Regions from separate parts of the Mus musculus genome. Here all the other regions are linked to region 1. A link is a contact called in public Hi-C, HiChIP or PLAC-seq and promoter capture Hi-C data. All regions are on one chromosome and are shown on one strand. The core of a region is the stretch at or near the end of the contact, and the rest is flanking DNA. Distances in the headings are between cores, read along the strand shown. Region 1 holds the start of Pgam1 (phosphoglycerate mutase 1). Region 2 holds the start of Abcc2 (ATP-binding cassette, sub-family C (CFTR/MRP), member 2). Region 3 holds the start of Entpd1 (ectonucleoside triphosphate diphosphohydrolase 1). Region 4 holds the start of Zfp518a (zinc finger protein 518A).

Region 1 (5,978 bases), core at 2,187-4,686:
TTCCTCTTGACTCCAATAATTCCAATAATGCAGTGTTAACCAACTAACCTGAGGCTATACATCTTACTCTAACTCCTGAACACATTTTGATTGAAACCATGTTCAATCCCCAGAACCCACACAGTGGAAGGAGTGATGACCACAAGTTGTCCTTCCCCCATACATGCACCCCAAGGCATGCACATGTGTACAGACCTGTGCTTACTCAATAGAAAAATGGGTTTAATTTTGTTTTAGTGAAAAAGGATCATAAATAAAGGGCTGAAGGGGTGGCTCAGTGGTTAAGAGCACTGACTGCTCTTCCAAGAGTCCTGAGTTCAAATCCCAGCAACCACATGGTGGCTCACAACCATCTAGAATGAGATCTGACGCCCTCTTCTGGTGTGTCTAAAGAGAGTGACATTGTGCTCACATACATAAAATAAATCTTAAGCCTTCTACACCAGGAAGGAGCAAAAGGGGAAAAAAAAAAAGAAAAAGAAAAAGGATCATAAAATTATGAACTCTGGGGCTGGAGAGATGGCTTGGCAGTTAAGAGCACTGACTGCTCTGCCAGAGGTCCTGTGTTCAATTCCCAGCAACCACATGGTGGTTCAGAGTCATCTGTAATGGGATCTGATGCCCTCTTCTGGTATGTCTGAAGACAGCTACAGTGTACTCCTATACATAAATAAATCTTTAAAACATGTGAACTCTTTAAGTCATAGCTAACCTTTCTAAAGGGCTCATGCTCCCATACCACACTGTGATTTCGTCTTCACTAGAATCCTATGATGTTACTATCTTCTCAACCCATTTTTAGCAGACAAGCAAATAAAGACAAGCACTGGGCTCGGCAGCATGTTTTTAATCCCAGCTCAGTAGAGGGAGCCTGGGGGAATCTTGAGTTCAAGCCTAGCTAGTTGGACTTGTCTTTATATTTTTGAATTAAGGAGCTGTCCCTTTTCTTATCCCAGGACACACCCCTGTGTTCACCAGCACACAAGGCCCTCTTCAAGTTTAACCACAAACTTTTCTGGGCATTGCTTCATATTGAGACTAGCAACAGTTATTAAAAAAAAGAAGTAAAATTTCCTGCCAGTCAGTCAACTGACAATGAGGCCACTGAGACCAGCTAGTGGGGACAGGGAAGATTAATACCAGGAAAACCACTACCACCCACAAGGAAAGACAATCTCACCCCCGAGCCTCTGGACAAGCTGATGAGAACTGACAGCCATCATCACAGCCTTCACCATCTCCTTAACCAGGAGAGGAGGGATGTTCCCCAACAAAAGGCTGAGTCACCCACAGAACAAGCCTCAGCACCCGTGATGAGATGCTACAGGCTGCTGTCTCACTGCAATTATTTCCAAATAGTCCCCAAGGACAAAGTGGTACCCCCTGAGGACCCTGGCAAGAATGCCATAGCATCAGAAGCACAAAGACACACCCATTTAATCCAAAGTACAGCCAGGGGGACAATGGACTCTCATCCCCCCCTTCGCCCCCTCACCCCTGGCCTTCCTCCGCCTGAGGCTGCATGGAGGCCTCTCTAGTTTCCTTCTGAAATCTGCAGGAGGAACACTGGTGGAATGAATGGTATGCACCTTGGGTCTTTTCTGTTACTCAATTATCCACAGGAGCCCTCAGTCGGTTTTTGCTTTTAATCTTCCATCCTTTAATCATCTGTGATATCTCTGGGAGATGCTAAACTTACAGTAGCTTTATAAAGACAGTCCAGCTGTGTAGTCCAAGTTGGCCCATGCTCTATAGCCTCCCTTCTTAGCTGCCTGGGTGCTGAGAAAAATTACAGGCATGCAACACCATGTGCGCCTAACGTGTGAGGTTCTAAAACTTAGTGCTATAGTATTTAAGGTTGAAATGGATCTTGTTATTTTCCAGCTCAACGTATAATCATCTTATACCCAGAGAACAGAGGCAGTTAACTTTGTCCTGAGCTAGGCATAAGCAAACTACCACAGGTCTACACAGTGCTTCATGGCACAGAGCTCAAGAAAATGGCTTCCTTAACCAGTACTTTCCTTTTTTCTAGCCTCTCCTACATAGGCCATGCATCTCAAAAAGCAATGTTTCCTTGCCTCAGGAATTCGTATTCAAAATCTTCCCTCATCTGAAAAGGGTGTACAAGAAGCTAGGGAGGGCAACCAAGACACAAGATCACTTCAGGTAGGCATGAGCAACCCTTTTACACAGCTACTGCCGTGTCCAAGTTAGGATGTGCCCTAATCACCAAGAGAAGTGCCTCTTCACTACAGGGAGCGGGGAGGCCTTGCTTTCTTATTAGCATTCCAAAATCACAGAGAACTGTGGGTGGTGCGGGGCACCCAGCATGGATAGGCAAAGGCGAGCTTATCTCCTGGACGCTTTCACCCTTTGCTCTGCCTCTGTCCTTGGCCAAGGGCCCGCCAGTTCCTCACACTTACTTGTTACTCCACCCAGAAATGGGGCAAGGACACTGGATTAGAACTAAGTTTTGTATGACCTTGGACAAATCTTTCCAGTCACTTTTCTAAACTATAACAAGAGGACGGAGAGAGGTAAAAAGGAGGGAAATTAGATCTGCCTGCTTCATAGGGCTGGAGAGAGCATCAACTGAAATCACCCACTCACATTCCTGGATTCGGTTTTGTGGTTTGCTGCTGTGCTACAAAGCTCTCCGAAGCACGCGGTTTCCAGGTTGTCTCAAAGGCCATTAGACATCCCCACCTAACACCCCCCCACTACCCAGGGCGAGCCCGTGACCTGCCGCTTCGCCATGATGGGCAGGCGCCTCAAGTATACTCCGGTACAGCCACTGATGTCACGGGGAATCGTCCGCCAGGCGCCCTAGGCCCTCGTGGTACCCTAAAGGGTCCTGGGCGCCACAGGTGGGGCTGCTCGGACCGGAAGAACAGATTTTAGCCTAGCGGCGGCTGTGCCCTCTTTCTGGCACAGACTCTCAGACTTAACGGGGTGACCTTGACAAGCGGGTTCCCCACCCTGCGTTCACCTCCCCAGATGAAAATTCAACTGCAGAGGCCGACCGAAGTGCCCGCCTCTCGAGAGGGCCCGGGGGCTCAGGCGACCCCTAGGCCGGTGCTGGCCCAGTACGCCACACAGCGCTCGTCCCGCTCGTACCTCGCAACGCCTGCCCGCCGCGCTTCGCCTCCTCGTGGCCCGCCGGGCTCAGGTCGGCGTCGTACCAGCCGCTGAAGCGGTTCTCCAGGTTCCAGGCGCTCTCGCCATGCCGGATCAGCACCAGCTTGTAGGCAGCCATGGCGACGGGCAGAGGATGCAGCAGCAACTGAGGATCGCCGAGATTCTCTTCGCAGCCCGCCCCCCGCCCCGGTCGCGCCTGCGCACTTACAGTCTCCCGCCCCGCTTCCGCGCACTTTCTCCCCGAAATCTTTCCACTCGCTCGACAGACCGCCGCCCGCCCCGTGTGCGCATGCGCCTCAGGCAAGTTCTGCGGCCTGCTAAGGGGGGGGTGTAGTGCACCGCGGCGGCAGTGCGCATGCGTTGTACGTAGCGGTACCCGCGTGCTACCCGGCAGTCACGGAGCGCACGTAAGCAAGGAGCGCGGAGGGTGCTGGTTGCGAGCTTGAGCTCCAGGCGCCGACTGGACACGCCGCGCTTCCTCTTTAGGGATGATCAACTATCCTCTGACCAGTTCTTCAGCCCTGCCAGGCCACAGTCCCATCCCTGCGCAATTCCAATATACACCCTTTTCCTTTTAACTTGTACTTCGGACAAGTCATAAGACGTCTCAGCCTCACTTGTAAAATACTCTATAAACCTAAACGTGGGTTGTTGCTATTTCCCTTCAACAGAACATTGTTCTTTTGGGTTGTTTTGTTGTTTTTTGTTTCTAGTTTGTTGCTTTTTTTTTTTTTTTTTTTTTTTTTTTTTTTTTTTTTGAGACAGTCTCTCTGCGTAACCCTGACTGTCCTGGAACAAGTTCTGTAGACCAGGCCTAGAACTCAGAGATTTCCTGTCTCTGCCACCGAAGTGCTAGATTAAAGGCGTGGTTCATCACGCCAGTTAGAGCACAGCTTTTTTTTTTTTTTTTTTTTTTTAAGATTTATTATTTATTTTTATGTAGCTGTACAAATGGTTGTGAGCTTTCCTGTGGTTGTTGGGAATTGAATTTTTTAGGACCTCTGTTCGTCCTGGTAGGCCCAGCTCGCTCCAGTCGGCCCTGCTTGCTCTGGCCCATAAATTTATTATTTATTATTATAAAAATAATAGTACAATAATAAATATATACATATGCATTTATAACTACATATTATATAATAATAAATAATAAATATGTATTTATACATAAGGCCACTGTAGATGTCTTCAGACATGCCAGAGGAGGGCATCAGATCTCATTATGGGTGGTTGAGAGCCACCATGTGATTCTGGGATTTGAACTCAGGACCTTCAGAAGAGCAGTTAGTTACCTGCTGAGCCATCTCATGTCGCCAGCCCCAAGAGAACAGCTCTATATCCCTTTTCTTCTACTAAATGTTGATTCTGTAGCTGAGAGTGTGTGGAAGCTCCTGTGTAGGTGTACAGGCTCATGTCCTTCTGAGAAGCAAACGTTAGGCCCTTACAACATTACAAAAAGGAATGTCTGTCTCTCCTTACCCCAATTTTAGTATCCACTTGTTAGGACCAATTTCTCCTGCCCAGGCTGTGGACTCTTAGTTTATTTCCATTAAACTTCTTCATGAGCATTAAACATTAGCCAGACAGTGGCCTATTACTAAGATACTAAGATAGTGTCATGAATTCCTGTCCTTTTAGTGGAGAGCAAAATCCACATTTAAACAATTGACAACAGAACTGAGCCACTTTCTGTACTTTCGACAGAGAGCCAAGAAAAGTTTTAACATGAGATGGTCAAGTACCTACTACAGACTAAACAGAGTTAGTGCTTTTGTGCTTTATGCGTATTAACGCCTTCCCCCCCCCCCCCGTCTGTCTGTCTTTCTTTCTTTCTTTCTTTCTTTCTTTCTTTCTTTCTTTCTTCCTTCCTTTCTTTCTTTCTTTTTCTCTTACTTTCTTTCTCTCTCTCTCACTCTCTTTCTTTTCTTTCTTTCTTTCTTTCTTTCTTTCTTTCTCTCTCTCTCTCTCTTTTCTTTCTTTCTTTCTTTCTTTCTTTCTCCCCCCCCCTTCTGTTTTTTTCAGGCAGGGTTTCTTTGTACAGCCCTGGCTGTCCTGAAACTTGCTGTATAGACCAGGTTAGCCTTGAACTCCTCCTCCTGAGTACTGGGATTAAAGGCATCTAGTTTCATAATAACCTTTGAAGCAGGCACTTTTGTTCCACATACACTATAGATGAGAAAGCAGGATAGACAGACAGTCCCACTGAGGTTACAAGAACTGAGTTCAACCGTGACCGGCTGGCTCAAAAGCCACACTCTTATGCCTGTGGCACCCACAGGCTTGCTGCAATCCGTTGACCTTAAAGTTGGGGTAGAATTTGATTCACAACTTTTTTTTTTTTTTTAAATAAGATTTCACTATGTAGCTCTTAGCTGGCCTGGGTAGACCTGGAACTTACTGCATAGACCAGGCCAGCTTCAAACTCATAGAGATCCTCCTGCTGCTGCCTTGGTCCAAGTCCTGGGATTAAAGTGTAGGCCACTCTTCTACTTTACAGCCCTCAAACTGCAGAATCTCATCTCAAACTGCTGAGAGCTTCATCTTTTAAAATGAGCATAATAGACAGAGATGCATTGGTCCCAGCCGCTTGGGCTAGAGGATCAGTTCAAGGGCAGCTTTGGCTGGCTACAAGATTTCCTGTCTCTCCCCCCCCCCCCAAAAAAAAATTATAGATGAGAAACCAGAACACAAAGGCAAACTGTTCAGGGGCCTCCTCTGTGCATTGACTAGCACCCACCACCTCCTTCCTGGCACTGGGAGAAGATGCAACTCAGTATTCAGTTTGGAACAAATCTTCACAGACGGGTTCATAGTTCACAGCGCTACACAGCTAGGCCCTC
Region 2 (5,978 bases), core at 1,475-3,974, 1.9 Mb before region 1:
GGACAGGATGAAAGGCAGTAGAGGAAACAGATGGTAGATTTTATAAGGTGATTTCACAGTATCGCCAGACCGCTGACCACGTTGGCTACTAGAGCGCCCTGAGATCCACTTCTTTCACTCTCTGGGGGATCTCTGCTGTAGCCCATGGTCTTCCCATCCCTTCCCTGCTGTGACTGGTCAACGTTCAATCTAACCCTTATTTCCACCATGAGTGCTCGTCCTAACTGATGAAAGACTTTGGAAAAATGTAAAACCCTCATTTTAGGTCTAAGTTTTGTGACGTAAGTGACAGTTGGGCATTGGGGCCAAAGATTTGCTATATAGTTCGTTTGCATCTCAGGGTAGGTGCCGACTGTATAGCAGCCTTTTGATTTATTAAAGAGGTTCACACCTCAAATCCATAAAAGATAATGCTAATTTGACCCCTCGTTTGTGCTTAGAGAACTTAATATCCACGAGAATTCAGGGTCACTCTTCTCATACAAAAACCAAAGCTACTTTGGCTAAGAAATCTGGCCGGTGAGACATAGGCAGGACCATAGCATGGCCCTACTTGAAGCAGGATTAACTAACTGGCAAACTGGTTAGAGACTAAGACAAGGACACTAACCCCAAAGAAAATGGCCCACCACTACACCAAGGACTTAGAGTTTGAAAACAGTGGAGTTACTGTACCTGCTTGGCAAGGTAGAATTTAGTTATAGCAAATCTCTTGGTCCTGGATCTGTATATTCTGTAAAGTTGCCAAGGCGCCAAGAGCCAAAGAAAGCCCAAGGGAATCCACACAAGAACAGTTTGTTCAAAACAAAGAGGCAGGTCGGCTTCCGGACTTTTCAATAATGAGAGATTCTGGAGGACCAAAAGGGAAAGACTGGTGGGTACATACTTTTAAAAGACATCCCATTCTCCCAACATTCTCCAAATGCTTTCAATCAACTTGAATTCAACTCCACATTTATAACAATAACAAGCTTTACTTTATAACTATGTGTATTTCCAGGCTCATCATTAATACACTAAAACACAGTCACCATTTAATGACATGTAGTGGCTTTCCTCCTCTCAAAACGTATCTTCATGTGATTTTAAGTGAATGTCTACACTGACTAGTCTGCATAAAAATTACTAAAATATTTTCCAAATTATGGAAAGAAGAAAGAGTATTCCTCTCTCCAAAGGGGAAAGTAGTTTCCCAGGTCTAAGAGCACGCTACGTGGTTTCTAGCACTATTTGAACACACTGGTAGATATTCTAACCTGCAGACACCAGACAGAATGGTTAGACATGCTATGACTTTAGCCTACTATGGCTGAGAAGGCTCATATCAAAAGCAAGAGGACCTGGTACATTTCAGTGTCAAGATAACAATGCACTGTTGGGCAAAAAACATGTTTTAAACAAGAGTTTCATGTAATAAAGAGTCCTTGGAGACGGAGTTGTGTGGACGTAGCAGTTCCTGTATCAGGATCAGACAAAGGTAGATTTTCTTTTTCCATAGATACTTTTAAACAGATCTGTGGGTACTGGTGCTCTAAAGGAAAGGTCAAAGTATCAGACAAGATGATTTGTAGAATTCTAAAAAGAAATTTTCTCTCTGTGTGTGTCTCTCTGTCTGTATCTCTCTGTCTCTATCTCTGTATGTCTCTGTCTCTCTCTTTGTCTCTCTGTGTCTCTGTCTGTCTCTCTCTCCCTCTCTGTTTGTCTCTTTGTCTCTGTCCCTCTCTGTTTCTGTCTCTGTGTCTCTGTCTGTCTGTCTCTCTCTGTGTCTGTCTCCCTCTCTGTCTCTGTTTGTCTCTGTTTGTCTCTGTTTCTTCTTCTTCTTCTTCTTCTTCTTCTTCTTCTTCTTCTTCTTCTTCTTCTTCTTCTTCTTCTTCTTCTTCTCTCTCCTCTCTCTCTCTCTCTTCTCTCTTCTCTCTCTCTCTCTCTCTCTCTCTCTCTCTCTCTCTCTCTCTGTGTGTGTAACAGCCTTGGTTGTCCTAGAATTTGCCTGGTAGACCAAGTTGGTCTTAAACACACAGGGACCTGTCTGCTTCTGTCTCCCAAGTGTTGGGATTAAAGGTGTGTGCCATCATGCCCACCATACCTGACCTTCAAAGGGGATTCTCAAGAGATGATTAGCTACCTTTTAATAGTTTTCATGTCTTGGCCATGAAGGCTTGGGGGCTTAAGTTCTTCCTAACACATTAAGGACTATCTAATGTCTTCCCTGCTCCTCTCAACATTATGGAATTTCACTAATTACATCAGTACATCACCCAAAAGCTCAGACATTTGCCTTCTCTTTTCCTCCTACCCTACAACAATTCCCTTCCTAGGACTGAAGAAAGTGCATTTTTCTTTATTTCTCTGATAAGAGGCTCTTCTGCAGCTAGTCCGAGAAAATCATCTGCAGTGCACTAAGAAAATGCTAAAGAAAAAAAAAAAAAAAAAGGAATGCCTTTCCCACGTGTTATAATCATGTGGCTAAATTAAAATTTCTTTTTCTTAAAAAACAGAACTTTAGGCCAAATAAACCTCTAAATTTACCGGTTCATACCGATAGCCATGCTTGCCTGAGTTTGAGAAGAGGAAACCATGAGAATCAATGTAATTTCTCACCCAAAAAGTAGAGTTGCAGAATTCGTCCATCGTGATTTCCAGGGCACTTCTGTTACGATGACTTTCTATGATTGTCTTGTTTCTTCTTTACCATCTGCCTCAAGGGAAGCAGATGTTAAGGAGCAATGTGCTTTTCCCATCCTCACTGCCCAATTAAAGGCAAGTCTCCTGACCTTTCATCCTGACAACTTAATAGTTAACTTTGCTAGATGAATGCTATGTCATCCCAGTGAGCAGACATGTGACTGGGAATCACCAGATACTGGGAGGCTTATCACTTCTCCAAAGCCCTGCCCCTGTAGTGTGACCAAATCTAGAAAGAACCAATCAGAGACATTAATGCAGTTGGCAGGTCGGAAGTCCAGTACACAACCTATGCATCCCTGCATGTGGGGTTTTACTTCAGTTTGAACTCGGTTAAGAGTTCACAGAGATGTTAAATACCCATACCTCTGATTGTTGTTTTGTCTGGTTTGAGACCAGGTTTCTCTGTGTGGCACTCGCTGTCCTGGATCTCACTCTATAGACCATGGTGGCCTCAAACTCACAGATATCCACCCAAGTCCTGGGATTAAAGGCATGCATCACCATGCCTGGCTCCTCTGAGTTTTTTGATTAAGAACTTATGATAAACATAAAACACGGTTTAAAGTAATATAAACTTTGTTTGAAAAAGTCAAGTTATATCAAAGAGCGAAAGCATTGTGGATCAATGAACATAATTTGAGCAATAAAATGTTAGTCTTATTGGCAGGATTAGGTAGGGTTTTTTTTTTTGGTTGTTGCTTTTTGTTTGTTTGTTTGTTTGTTTGTTTGTTTTTTTCAAGACAGGGTTTCTCTGTATAGCCCTGGCTGTCCTGGAACTCACTCTGTAGACCAGGCTGGCCTCGAACTCAGAAATCTGCCTGCCTCTGCCTCCCGAGTGCTGGGAAAGGCGTGTGCCACCACCGCCTGGCTCTTTTTATTTTCTATTGTATCTTTGTTTTTCCATAATTATCAAGTATTATTTGTGTAGTAGCATTTAAAGGTGCATAACATAAAATATATCATCTTGATGAGTTCTAAGTATATAATTCAGCAGTGCTAAGTGGACTTATATTGTTAACCAATTTCTAGAACTTTTTATCTTGCAAAACTGAAATTTTATGCCAATTGCGCATAGCCTCTCTCCCTCCAGTTAAGACATGCTGTTTTGTTGGTAATAGAAACAATTCATATATTCTTTACTTATCTTGGGTTTTTTTTTTTTTTTTGGTTTTGTTTTGTTTTCTTTTGGGGACACAATCTCAATGTGGAACCCTGGAACTCATTTTGTAGGTCAGGCTGGGCTGGAACTCACGGAGATCTGCCTGCCTGTGTCTTCTGAGCACCACCACACCTGACTTATATTCTTGTTTATTCAAATAAGACATTATAAATGAGTTTTGCTATTCAGCTTCAGAATTAAACTTGTGTTTGTGTTGATTGCAAAACCAGTTGCAAAAAAACATAATCCTTCAGTCTGTGATGTTTGCCATGTCAGCAGGCATGTCTTCACTCAGGATGTTCTAATTAAAAGGAGATCTGAAGATATTCAGCGCATCACATTTTCACTTTCTGCTAGCGAAATATAACATAAAAAAATAGAAACATATTTATTTTTCTAAACTGAGGGATTTGCTACATTTGTCACAGTCCTAAGCCAGAAAAAAACCAGTGGTACTCCCCAGAGGCATTTAAACTCAGTAGATACTTTCATAACTGATGGTTCCATTGAGGCGAGAGCAATAGCTACTGGACTTTAGAATGGTGTCGATTTCTGATGGAAGGGAGGGCATTCAGTAAAAAAAAAAAAAAAAAAAAAAAAAAAAAGCTGAGTGTGTCAAAAAATTTCTGAAGTGGTGATAAATTGTGGCCATGAAAATTTCACAACTCTTTGAAGAAAGAAGAATTTGTCTTTTGGACTTTTTGAATGGCTGCGTTTGCTTTGATCAGGAAAATGTGGCAGGGATGATCCTGGGTAAAGAATCAAGCCCAGACCCTAGAGCACGCGTGTCTTTCTCATTGCCTTCACTTCATTTCCTGAAATGTGATAGCGAACTACCAAAAGATTAGATACCGGGGGGGGGGGGGGGGGACGACGACACAGATCGAACAGAGAGAGATTGCGTAATTCATCTTGACTCTGGCTGTAGTCCAAGATTGTGACTGACACCTTCCAAGACCACCACTCCGGTTGACTTTCCAGGTGGATGCTGGCCCAGAGGTAATCCCAGGAGGATCAGAACAATCACCCTACTGGCACACAGAGCTATGAGGAATTGTCAAATGTTGTTTTAATCCAGCAAGTCACTAAGCTGCTTTTCTGCACTGATATTTTTAATATCTTAGTATAGTATATTTTTAAAATGTTAGTCATTGACCCTCTCAATCATTTAAATGAGCTATAGCTAACCTGAAAGTTCCTACCAAACTACTTGTTTTAGGTTTAGGACTTGTGAGATTGCTCAGGGGGTTCTTGCTGCTAAACATTGTCCACCTGAACTCAATCCCTGGAACCCATAAGGCAAAGAGAGGGAAGCAGCTCCGGGTGATCTCTGCGCATGCCCTCGTACGCATGCACAGATAACAAAATGTGGCTTTATTTGTGGCATATGGCATTCGTACAATGCAAAAAGTTTCATCATGAGACTTTTGCAAAGATTCACAATGTACTTTGGTCATGTTCATCCATCCAGACTCAACTTCCCAAGTGTCAGCCAATATGTTTGGCTTTCAAATGAATTGTTAACAGTAGCTTTTCTTGGAGCCGTGAGAAAACCAGGCTTCTGAAACTTGCTTTTTATATTAGACACTGGAAGCCGGAGAACGAACAGCAAAGCTTTTGCAAACCTAAAATAGGTTTTATGAGAACTTACACAAGAAATACCAAAACCATTACATGGAATCACTGAGAATAGTAAAAGGATTAGAAGACTGAATGGGCAAATACGTCACAGTATTTTTAATAGGTAAGGATAGAGAGATGCTATAACACAACACACAACACACACACACACACACACACACACACAAGTCTAATTTCAACTATTGGAAATAACCAGAATAGTTCGTTAAGTAAAGAATGTTTTGAGAATTAAAAGAAATGATCACTCACAATAGGAATAAATACTTTAAAAGCAAACATCTAACCTAATTTAGTTTCTTTTCCTGTCTGGTCTTAAGTAATCAGCAGGCAAGGCATTCAACAAAACACCATGATTTCTGAGTAGTTTAAGATGAGAATATACTATACGGATCTTTAGTTGAACACTGATATGTTCAAAGAAACTAACAGAATGAAGTAACAGGTATTCTGCTAGCAGCTCGCATTGCCTTCATGATTTTTAAACATTTTATTA
Region 3 (5,978 bases), core at 1,529-4,028, 1.3 Mb after region 1:
TCTTCCAGACTTCTTGAGTTCAATTCCCAGCAACCATATGGTGGTTCACAACCATCTGTAATGGGATTTGACTCCTTCTTCTGGTGTGTCAGAACACACACACACACACACACACTGTAACTCTTTCTTTTAAAAAAAAAAGACCATCAACCTAGAGAGGGGCATTTCATTTTTCAGAGTATCTACTGAGAAAGATGTGGACTGCTTAGGAGCTGTCTGCATCCAAGTGAGGGAAGCTCTACGACTAATTCAAAGGCTCCTTGTAAGCCCTCCGACTCTTGAATGAACATCAACTACAATAATAACCGATCTTTAGACACTGTTTGAGTGCCCACTAAGGAGCTCAAGGTTCTTGTGGCTGACAGGAACTTTCTGGACTTGGGCAAAGGCCTAAGAAGCACCCTTTAGACAGAGCACAGCATCGCCTCTGAGATAGTGTCAACCTCAAGGACTTATCCTTGTGGCTTAGGAGCTGATTCATCATAAGGACATCAGAGAACATTACAGACCTTATGTGGTGAAAACTGCTAGTCCAACTCGGGGCCACGGACTTGTCTTGTGGCTTTTACTGAATCAATAACCTAGCTCAGTATTCTTCCCCAGTGACTTCCGAAGCTGGTTCGTGAGTACCCAGCCACCTTCTGCCCTCTGTCATGACAGAGGCCTCTTTCCCACCACTCTGCCTGCCTGGACAAAGTGGCTATTCTTTTTAAGACTTAAAAAAAAAAAAAAAAAGGTGCACTTGAGCACTTGATATCATACATCCAAAGTTGAATCCAAAAATTAGCATTGTGGGCTAAAAAGTGTCATAGAGTGAAGGAAAATGAGCGTGATGAACACCACTTTAAAACTGGTTGAGGTGGCCAAGGCAGGTCCTGAGCTAGGCCAAAGGATGGGAGAAGGCTTAACAGGGAGAGCAATATTCAAGAAAAATCTAGGAGTAAGAGCAGTAGTCTGTATTTATTGAGCACACAGTCTACATTAGTTACAGGTATTATTCTCTCCATTTCACAGGTGAGAAAGCTGAGGCTCACAGAAAAAAAAAACAGAAAGAAAGAAAGAGAGAGAGAGAGAGAGAGAGAGATGGAGCTGAACTCAAACAGAGGTGGGCTGACTCCAGGATAAAGAAGAAAAAAAGGTGAGCTAGGCCTCCAAGATGGAGGAAAGTGCCTTGCTGCTGACTGAGCAGGAGGAAAGACCAGGTCCCTGGGGAACTGAAAGTAGCTTGGTGAGTACTAGCTGGGGGGTGGGGACACATGTTCAGAAGAGAAACCAGAAGTAGAAGAACTCTAGTTAGATGTAAGACTTTTTGACACCTAGACAGACGTTTGATTCATAGGCTCTAACCCCTCCAAGCCTCAGACCCTCTCTTTCGTAAAAGACCATACAGAATAACAATGTCTGCCTCTCTCCCAGAAGGAATGACCATTAACACCAACTGAGATTGGTGGTGTAGACTTCACGAAAAAATACAAGTTCCTGCATAGACTAGATTTCATCTCCTCCCCACGAGCTTCAGAGACCCACAAGTCTAGCATCCAGTGGTCCAAGCTTCCGTCTTCCTAAGTAGCCTTGCCTGCGTCTACAGTTGCCACTTCCTAATTACAGGATCCCAAGGTGAGTTCTGCTCTTAGTTCCAGCACTGAATCCTCCAGGAAGTGGAGGTGATAGGGACAACACTTACCTTATATGGCTGATGAGAGGGAAGCTGAGCGGCACGTATGGGGAAAGGAGCACAGGTCCCAGCACACAGTAAATAAAACCTTAGGAAGCCCACACAGCTTTGGTCTGCTCTACGTGGGAAGAAATCTGTTTGCTAGTTCTCTAGTCCCTCTGCATCCTACGTGATAGAAATCTGTGAGCCTGTGAGAAGCTGGCGGTGCGATGAAGTAGGTTCGCGACCCTACATTCCCCCTTTGTTCCTGGCTCCCAAGGACTGGCAAGCAGCTAGCTCTCGGTCCTGGCAGAAAATGCCCAAAAGAGGTAAAAGGCAGAGACTGCACACCATTTGTGCAAACCAGTCTGCCCTTGCAGTTTCGTAGGCAAAAATCTAACATGGTCAGTTCGATCTGACCTGCTCTTTTAAGAGAACTCTTCCTTTCTTCCCTCCACCCCTTTCTCCCTCTCAGGGACAAGCACACTCCCCCACACAGCTTACAGCATTTTTACAACACGCACTCTGGGGTCCTGTTGTGACAGCCTCTTGCCACATTAACTTGCCTGTCCAACTCCCAGCAGAGAAGGAGCGAGAGTCTTTGCTAATGTCCCAGCAGGAAATTCGAACAAAACAAATCTACACGCAGAACCCAACATCTGCAAGCCAGGGACCCAAACCGACACTAGATGACTCCAGACCGTAGATGAAGCAGCTGCCTCTTTAGGTACAGAGGACTGGAAAAACAGTCACTTGCCGCTTAAAAAAACCACATCTGCATACCAATTAATTATGAATATTCATCGACTTCAGCCTACTCCAGGGCACTACAACCCTGAGCTCTGTCTGTTTCCCAAAGCTTTTTCTGCCTCGCTCAGGAGACAGGGAGAGTTCATTCAGGCTCTTTGCCTTTGGTTCTTTCAAGTACTCTCTTTGGGTCTGGGCTTTTTTTTTCCCCCTGAAGGGTTTGGATCAAATCAGTTCTGGTCTTACCCTTTATATCTTCCATAAGGGGCAGCTTTTTGTTTCCTTCCTCTTCCCTCGTCTGTCTTGGGTGTTTTTTGTTTTTGCTGTCTCTGCTTGCTGTGGTGGCTTTCTGCGAGAGAGGTACTCACGGTTCAGAGATATAACAGACCCTAGGGCTTGTGGGAGGGGCTAAATTAGCCAGCCCGGTTTCGGAAGGAACCTCAAGCCCGATGTCTTTTTCATTGACTAGAAATACAGATTGGGAGAGGAGCCGGCCAGCTCATTTCCCCTAGTTACTCGAAAGCTCACCGGGTTGTAATTTCTTTTTTCTAGGCTTGACGTAGTATGTGTTCAAAACTCACTCTCTCCTTCCCCTTCCTTCCTCTTTTCCTCCGTTATAGATCTCTCACCCCCTCTGTTACAGAAAATCTACTTTTATCCCTTGAAAAAGACATTTCTACTACTACCAAAAAAAAAAAAAAAAAAAAAAAAGAAGAAAAGAAAAGAAAAGAGAAAGAAAAAAGAGGAAAAAGCTCCAAGCCTTGCAACTATAATGTTGGTAGCCTTGAGACTCAACACCTGTGAGAGGAAGAGCTGCTCTTCCTACCACATAGAGCTGACCCCTTCCCAGTCCCTGATGAGCAATCACTCCTCAGTCTCATTGGAGAAGAATGCAGGCACTGGGGGAAGCTGCAGGCAAAGCCACACAGTTGTCCGGAAAGCCTTATGGGACCACTGAGCAAATTGCTCACTGGGTACCTCTTGCCAGCTGTGAAATGACAAACGTCATCCACTTTTCTCCAGCTTTGACTTCCTACCTCCAAAGCCCTAGGTACAGGGGTAGCCACGCCCAGGCTTCCGTAAGGTGACCCAAATGCAGGTGAAGTGTGAACTTGTTTTGAAATGAAGAGGTCTGAAGTGTGGGCTGGCCCTCAGGGAGGACGGTGTAAGTCCTCAGATCCCAAAGCCACTTGGACAGCTTCTCCTTAAAAAGCTGCTTGTAATCTTAGTTGTGAGGTTTGAAAGAGACCTGCGGAGTCCCATCAACCCAAGATGACAGCAAGAAAAACGAAGCCACCTGCCCCTATTTGCATGCTACAAGGCATGGAGACGACCCCTCCTGTTTACCACCTCACTTCCAACGACAGATTCTTCCACAGTGCTCACACACAGTACTCAGTAAACCCCAAGTGAGTTCATGAATGAACAGCCAGCCACATTGCCCGACTATAGATCCAGCCTTCTGATTCCTAGTTCATGGAGGTTTTGTCGTTATTTGTTTGTTTGTTTTTCTGTATTTCCTTTATAGCAGAGAATTCGTGTCTGGAGCTAATTTTACCGTTAGACATAGTTCTTCCCCAAATCATTTATTTAGTGACCACTTAAGGTTGCTTTGAAGGAAATGTGTTCTCTGCTACACTTTCGTGTATTTGTAAAGGGGCGGGGCTCAGTTTTCAGTTTAGATGTCTGCTCCCTTGCACAATGCAGTGCCTGCCACACAGAACGTGCTCAGTGAATTCTGGATACTTTGATAAATCAGAACTATATAGCAAGACTTTCTGTATCTTACTTAATGGTGCATAACTATAGGAGTTTGCATTTAGAAGAATAATTAATCACACTAAATGAAAACTCTAATAAATGCCTTCTCTAGAACCAGTTTAAACTGCATTTCTAATCATGAATATTGGTTTGATATTGTCCTATGATAATAACATTGTTTTAAGTGACATAATGAGATATTTGCAAATATCAGCAATCTTTGTGGCTTTGTGACTGCATGTGTGCTCTATAAAAAATATGAAGTTCAGGCCTGGAGAGATGGCTCAGTGCTTGTGGAGCCTGGTAGCCTGAATCCAATCTTCAGAATCCTTGGTAGATGGAAGGAGAGGACAGACTCCCACCAGCTGTCCTGTGACCTCGATACATGCTCCCCAAATACACATACCCTTCTCCCACCCTCCCACACATAATTTGTTTTTAAAAACTGAAGGTCATCTGAATTGAATACATAGTAATAGAAGCAGCCTTTCATAACAAACTAACTCATCCTACACAAATCTCCTGACAGGAGTTAATGGTTCTGATGGTGGAGTGCTGTGTGCTGTTTAATCCTATTGCTCTGTATGCACAGCTCCTTGGTATCAGAAAAGCATTATAGTTGAGCACGTCTTATCTCCCAGTCACATGACAATAGTTTACATAAGAGGTGGCAAGGATACAAGAGCCTGTTTAAAGGTCTGAAAATTGCTTTAAATTTCAATTTTATTTCTGGACCAAAAAAGTCCATTATTATAATTGTATTGTTGCCTTTTTCCAATAGAAAGTAAGAAAGTTACTCAAGAAAGTTGCTAGAGCTAAATATACCTGTCCTTCTTTTACCGATGAAATGTATTTTTAACGTAAGTTCCTTAGAAAAAAAAACCGTTTCATTTTTCCTACACCTTCAATCTCCTACATTATGTCAGTTCCTCCCTTAGCATCTAAAGTAGTTAAGTTTCTCTGCTGGAAGATAAATCCTGGTACAAAGCAAGCACAGAGGATTCAGTTCTGCAAGACGAGAATGTTCTGGAGAATGCTCAATAATGCAAATGTCCTCAACAAGGCTGAACGATAGCCGAAGATGGTTAATACTGTCAACTCTATGCTGTCTACATTTTTCCCACAATTTTGGTTGGTTCTGTTTTTTGTTTTTATTTCTATTTTAAAAAAGAAAAAAAACCAAATACGCCACCAGCCTGTGCCTCTTGTCTTTCTCACAGATCATGACTTTGCCTTCCCTGAGTCTCTCGTAATTGACACATTCTTGTGAACCAAGGCTCCTGGAAGGAGGCTATGTCTCCAAAGACTGCTTGACCTGTAGAAACTGCAAGCTGGAATGTAACAGGTCCAGAGGCTAACTACATTAGTGTGAGCTAGCTTTTAGCTTCCTGAAGAGCCATCCCTTGCCCGCCTGTGTGTCAGAACTAACTACCTGTGAGGAACAGATTAAAAACCTTTTGAAATCTATCAATTTAGCAGACACTAACTTCTACCAACCCTAAAACTAAGAATGTCATCAAATAGCATTTGGGGCCTACAGAAAGGCCTCCCTCCTTGCTCTAACCACTTCTCTCATGTCATCACCAATGTATTTTAAACTTGTCTTGACTTAGGACTTTTGTTTTGCTCTGTAAAACTATAACTGCCCACATCTTACTGGTGACCAAATATTACTGTTCTATTCCTTGCCATTCTCAAATCTGCCTCCTCTCCATTTCTGCAACCTCTGCCATTGTGCTTGCCTCTCATCTTTGCCTGAACAACTGCAACATGGTGTCCCAGTATCCCAGGTCAGGGAGAAAAGAAGTTAGAAGCC
Region 4 (5,978 bases), core at 2,482-4,981, 1.0 Mb after region 1:
AGTTCTGAACTTTGGTTTTTTTTTGGTTTTTTTTTTTTTTTTTTGGTTTTTGTTTTAGGTTTTTTGATTTTTCGAGACAGGATTTCTCTGTGTAGCCCTGGGTGTCCTGGAACTCACTTTGTAGACCAGGCTGGCCTCAAACTCAGAAATCCGCCTGCCTCTGCCTCCCAAGTGCTGGGATTAAAGGCGTGCACCACCACCGCCCGGCTTGAACTTTGTTCTATTCAATATAGTCATCAGACATTAATTTCTAAATAAATAAAAATTTATGCCTTTGTGAAAAAAGAGACCCTGAAAAGAACGTAATCTATTGGTAAAGTTCATGGAAGAACACGGTTATGACTGCCAAGTATTTTAGTATATGCTTAATGCATTTAGAAATGAGCAGTATAAAATATCATGGCACCCATTTTAAAGATTCCAAGACCTAAGTAACACAAACAAGTGACAGACATATTTGTGTTGAGAGTAGATTAAACCGTGTTTTTGAATAAGGGCACACAATATTTTCCAATCCATTTTAATAGCTCTCCGTATATTACCATGGATCTGTTGGATTTTTGCCACTCTTTTTGTCCACATCAAGACATTCAGATACTTCTCCAGGACACTTCTCCAGTCTTAATTCTTTTTTTGTTGTTGTTGTTTTTTTGTTTTTTCAAGACAAGGTTTCTCTGTATAGCCCTGGCTGTCCTGGAGCTCACTTTGTAGACCAGGTTGGCCTCGAACTCAGAAATCCGCCTGCCTCTGCCTCCCGAGTGCTGGGACTAAAGGCGTGCGCCACCACGCCCGGCTACCAGTCTTAATTCTCTAGAGATTCTCCAGTTCCTTTTCTAACTTCAAGTAGATAAGCATTAATCATAATGTAAATCAAATATATTGTTTTTCTTTAGGTGCACTGACTAGCACTTGCCAAATTAAGGCACAGACTCTAGCCATTTATAGAGCTTTGAAACCTGTTTCTACCATATTTGTCTTTATTGATCATTATCCAGAAGCCCTTAATGCTATCTCTAGATTTAGCATGACATATTAAAATCATCTTTGAGCTCTGATAAAACATTCAACAAATATGAAACCCAAAATTAGTTTTTTACTTACATTAAAATAAAAACTTCCGGAGAAATTCCTTTTATTTTGGCCAATAAATAAAACTCTAAAGTAACTTTGAAAATTAAGAGATAGGTAACCATTCAGTCTATTTAATCCAATATTAAGACGCGAACTTACTACGTAATAAATCTATCTACTCAAGTGCTCCAATCCCTACCTTTCTCCCAGGAACAAAGGCACACAACTTAATGCCTGGACAATGCCACCCACAATCAGGTACAGTGATCAAGAGATGGTATCTGGAAATGAAAATGAAGATTTAAGAATTTTGACAGCAAAAACAAAATGCTTTTATCCTGGTCATTTACAGTTCATATTTAAGTAAGGAATATTAGTTTTTAAGTTCCTCTGTACTTGGGGCATAAGCATACAATTGATACCCAGTGATATAACTCATGTAATACAAAAGTCACATCTCCAAGAATCTAATACAATAGCATCATTTAATACAATAAAAGGAAAACTCGTTTTGCCCTATCCAAATTGCAAAAGCAGAATTAGTATTGCACCTGATTCTGAACCACTTATCTGCCCACTACAAAAGCCTACTGACAACAGTAATGCTCAAGGCTGGTATCAACATCCCATGAGAACTGCCTATGATGTGAAGCCTATAGAATTAATAGACTATACATGAGGGCAGACAACAGATAAACATTTCAAATTTTCTAAGAACCCTTTTCTCTAATTGACAAAACCCTTTTAAATAGAGCACCTGAAGAAATGCAAGATTAAAATCTTGAACTTAAAGGAAAACCAGAAAAGTAGTTAGACTGGTCAGATTAAGTGTTCTCTACAGGGCACACACAATGCTTCAATGAGAGTAAGCCCCAACACTTGCAATAAAAGTACATTAAAAGGGCATTGTAAGGTTTTGTGGGTTTTTTCACTCAAACTATATTTAGATAGAAAGTTTCTCATTTAAAATATTTCAAAATACAGCAGCTTTTGGAACCACACTATACTACTTCCAGAAAAAATATCATAAAATGTGAAGGTGGTTATGATAAAACCCTCCAGTATTTAAGTTTATTTGCTATGAGCTCACAAAGACACAGTCGCTGGAGTTGCTATCCTTTTATCTGTTCAGACATCTGACATATAATGTTTGAATTGGTAATCATAATTTGGAAAAAAAAACAGAAAAGAGTAAGGTCTACTATGCTTACCTACGCCATAGAAAGCCAACACCCCTCAAGTGCTAGTACGAATTGCCCCTTTTGACTTTCTAAAGAAAAATACAGCTTTGTTGAAGGATAATTAACAGATCTGCAGCTATAACTTTAAAAATGTTAGGGAATTTCAGCAAGTCTCTCTATTCATTCTGACCATACAAACTTTAGAGCACACTCAAATCAGACCTGTTTTGCTGGGAAAAAAAGCAATTCAATTATTATTAGTAAAATGTGCCTTAAGAAAACCAGACTTTCAAATTAACCACGCTGTGAGTTGTTTTTACATTACATCCCTGAGATAATCACAGACAGTTCAACATTCTCATGAATTCCTCAAAAACTGACCCCTTTCCCCATTTTCAAGACTTTTGAAAAAAATAATTTACAAAAACTAAAATAACCCAAATTTAAACCTGAAGCGAAAACTGACCCTTAACTTTTGTTTTCTAAACTTTGAAGTTGCATCTGTTCCATTGGTCTAGATAAGAGTTAAATCACATCATCTATGCATTCAGACCCAATACTTTTGAGTTACCAAAGCCATCTAACTCAAGATACTACCCACTTAACAAAGAGGACACCATGTTAAGAACAGATTCAAGATGGACCCTACAAGTGGGGAAAAAAAAAAAAAAAGCCCGTGACAAAGAAATCCATATGCCACTGGGTGTGGTGGTGGTGGGGGCAGTCTACAAGAGGACCACTTTCTTGCCCAACTCTGAGGGCGCGCAGTGCGTGCGCCAAGAGAGCGGGGAGTCTCTGCAAGGAAGAACCCCCAATAGCCATAGACTGGGCCCATAGTAGGGATGCCGTCGAGGCGGGCCCGCGAACCTACAGCTCGAGGGGTGCGGACTGAGGGCTGCCCAGCCCGTCTCCACCGGGCGCGGAACCCGACGAGCGATGGCTTCGCGCGCCAAACGCCCCCGCATCGCCCCCAAAACGCCGCGCCCGATCCGCCCCTTTCCCCGGAGTTCCGCTGCCCCTCGGGCGCGCGGATGTACACTGTCGCCGCGCCGTGCGCGCGCGCCCAAGTCCTAGGCTCTGAGACCGTGGGGGAGTTCTTAGGGACAAACTTACAACCAGCCCAAGCCGAGACGACAATGACCAGCCCTAAGAGCTAGCAAGAGCCCCGGGTTAGAAACCAAGGACTTCTCTAGAAAACTTTGCGGCAAGTTGGCCGGAAGCGCTGAATGGACGGGACTATTTAACATGAGCTTCCTAGCGCAAGAGGCGGATCCCCCCCAAGACCATTTGGGGGGAACCCTAGCACCCCACGATTTCGCCCTTGGCCCCTTGCCGTCTCTCTGTGCGTCCCGACATCCTAACTGGTCTTGGCGGCTCCGCACACAGGGAATACCTGCCGTGGTCCCCATTGCCTGCGAGTCCCAGATGGCGGCCATTACCCCTCCATCCGGGTACTGCCGGAAAGCCGAGCGCCGCGCTGCCGGCAGCGCACGCTGCGGCGGAGGGATCCGCGCTGCACCTGAGGCGAGCGGAAGGGAACGGCGGCCGGAAGGGCCCCCGCCTCAGCCTCCCGAGAGTAGGCCATGGCGCTGAGTCCACGGCTGACCTCGTCATACGGCGCCTCCCTGCGTCCCGCCTCACCGCCCCCCGTCTACTCACCAGCCGCGGGGATCCTACTGCGGGGGGAAGAACGGGGAAAATGGCTACCGTCCTTTCCCAAGTAGACACCAGAAGCAGGAACTGGTGTGCTTGGCAAGCCTTGGTTGACAGGAAATGGCCTCAACCCAGAGGTTTTAGGCAGCCCCCATCTTAGCAAATGGCGTGTTCCCTGTACTTACTCGGATCACGCGAGTTGTGGTATCCCTTTGACGTCCCAGTGGTTGGACGAAGCTGCTACCCAAAGCTCTGGCCCACAAGGGAGCCAACCCTGAGCTCCAGAGCAGCCCCACGCACAGGCTACCTGTGAGGGACACTCTTCTCTCCCGCCGCGACACGACCTCCTCCCACGGCACGGAGGACTCGTCTGAGCGAAGGAAGTCCTCTCAGCGAAGGAAAACCCTCGCACGCCCCTCACAGACTCAAAAATGGAATCCTTGCCCCCAAGAAAAGAATCCTTCCCCACCCCACACAAGAGTCGTACAAAGTCCAAATGTGGCTCCTCTCTTTCAGAACGTTTCAGAAGCCTACTAATCTCACTTGGTAAATAATTACCTCCCTTAAAAGAAAAAAAGGACAAAAAACACACGTGGAAGCACTGTGGAAACTGCCGCCGTCAAAAACTCGAGGCGGAGGGATATAGCAAAATATAAAAGATCGAATCTGAGAATTTTGGCTTCAACTGTGGGCCGTAGTTTTTTTTTTTGGGGGGGGGGATGCGTGGGGGCAAGGGGTAACCCAAATAACTCCTGACACGCACAAATTTTTCTTAAAACCAATTTTAAAACTGTTAAGAATTTTCCACTTTCTTAGGATATGCTTTTGAACGCATTGACCTGTGCCACACGGACTTTACCCTTTAAATTAAAAAAAAGAAAAAGAAAAAGAAAAAGAAAAAGAAAGGAATAAAACACACACGGAGAACCCTTAGTTTTGGGTGGTTTGTACAACAGTCCTCCTAGAAGCGGCAAGCTGAAATTCACACAAGAAGTACAAACATAACTATAAAAGTGAAGGTGAAATCTATTAATATCAAAAGGGCATATTTATAATCTATAATGATGTTTGCAAAATAGATTTTCTTTGGGGGGGGGCAGGGTAACAGGCCCTGAGACAGTGTAACAGAGCCCTGGCTGTCCTGGAACTCAATTTGTAGACCAGGCTGGCCTCCAGCTTACAAAGCTCTGCCTGCCTCTGTTTCCTGAGTGCTGGTAGATTTTCTCCTTAACACAATATTTTCATTGTTCCAGAAAAGAGGACACACATTGCTGAGGAGAGAAGTGGAGAAAAGCCTGTTTGTTTTTTAATAGGAAAAAAAAAAGTTGTTTTGGACTGTGAGTAGTTAGTTTTGTTATAGCTTTTATAATTTACATGACAAAAATGATGCATCATCATGTTCTGTAGTATTCTCATAAAACTTTATTTTTGCATCTATGTTCACCTTGAAAACCTGTGTTTAATTCTAGAAGACTCAAAGTTTTCATTGCATGCTAAATAAGCTAGAATGTTGGTGAACTCTCTCTCTTTTCCTTGTCCAGTTTTTTCATTTTTATCAAACTCTTACTCTTTGCTCTTTTAAAGTTCTGAACACTGAAGTTAATAACAAAAGGAGTGAAACAGAAAGGAAGAGGAGATAGACTCTAAAACTGCAAATGAACAAACGCTGGGTAATAGCTCAAAAAATAAAAAGATTTTAGAACGTTCCAAACTTAAAGATAGTTCATGGGAATAGGATAACCATATTAATGCTTTCAGAGATAGGCTGCTCTGAAGATGAACCTGCAATTTACTCGCAGTGGACAATAACCTCTTATCTTCTCATACTAAACCTGGTGGTGACAGTCGCAAAGTTTCCTTCTTGCTTACAAATCCTTTGTTTAAATGTATTATTAATTCATGGTCATTGTATCATAAAGGGGGTTAATATAAAATAATGAAAATAAATGGATATAATGCATTTCGCTTTAGGCATTCTGTCCTCATGGTCATTGTATCATAAAGTGGGTTAATGTAAAATAATAACAAAATAAATAGATATAATGCATTTTACTTTAAGCATTCTGTCCTCTG

Evidence for each region. Promoter capture Hi-C pulls out the DNA fragments that hold promoters and counts their contacts. Hi-C and Micro-C count contacts between places; a contact is called where the count stands out from the background. HiChIP or PLAC-seq counts read pairs in DNA pulled down with a chosen protein or histone mark.
Region 2: a contact with region 1 is called in a promoter capture Hi-C map of liver, with 3 times the contacts expected there. The contact joins the promoter of Abcc2 here to the promoter of Pgam1 in region 1.
Region 3: a contact with region 1 is called in a Hi-C map of B cells, with 6 read pairs. The contact joins the promoter of Entpd1 here to the promoter of Pgam1 in region 1. A contact is called at or near these places in 1 of 39 promoter capture datasets (pre-B cells), 1 of 484 Hi-C or Micro-C datasets (B cells) and 1 of 115 datasets of contacts at active chromatin or transcription factors (microglia).
Region 4: a contact with region 1 is called in a FOXA1 HiChIP or PLAC-seq map of pancreatic cancer cells. The contact joins the promoter of Zfp518a here to the promoter of Pgam1 in region 1. A contact is called at or near these places in 3 of 39 promoter capture datasets (liver and pre-B cells) and 1 of 115 datasets of contacts at active chromatin or transcription factors (pancreatic cancer cells).

What each region holds. Positions count from the first base shown.
Region 1 is chr19:41,909,329-41,915,306 of GRCm38.p6, reverse strand. It overlaps Pgam1 (phosphoglycerate mutase 1), which reads right to left and starts at 3,436. Exons shown (of 4, transcript NM_023418.2): 1 at 3,121-3,436. The coding sequence starts at 3,259.
Region 2 is chr19:43,779,054-43,785,031 of GRCm38.p6, reverse strand. It overlaps Abcc2 (ATP-binding cassette, sub-family C (CFTR/MRP), member 2), which reads right to left and starts at 2,724. Exons shown (of 32, transcript NM_013806.2): 1 at 2,599-2,724; 2 at 676-849. The coding sequence starts at 2,628.
Region 3 is chr19:40,656,570-40,662,547 of GRCm38.p6, reverse strand. It overlaps Entpd1 (ectonucleoside triphosphate diphosphohydrolase 1), which reads right to left and starts at 2,778. Exons shown (of 10, transcript NM_009848.4): 1 at 2,648-2,778. The coding sequence starts at 2,663.
Region 4 is chr19:40,892,458-40,898,435 of GRCm38.p6, reverse strand. It overlaps Zfp518a (zinc finger protein 518A), which reads right to left and starts at 3,731. Exons shown (of 5, transcript NM_028319.1): 1 at 3,646-3,731; 2 at 1,271-1,352. It overlaps Mir8092 (microRNA 8092), which reads right to left and starts at 3,733; the gene lies at 3,647-3,733.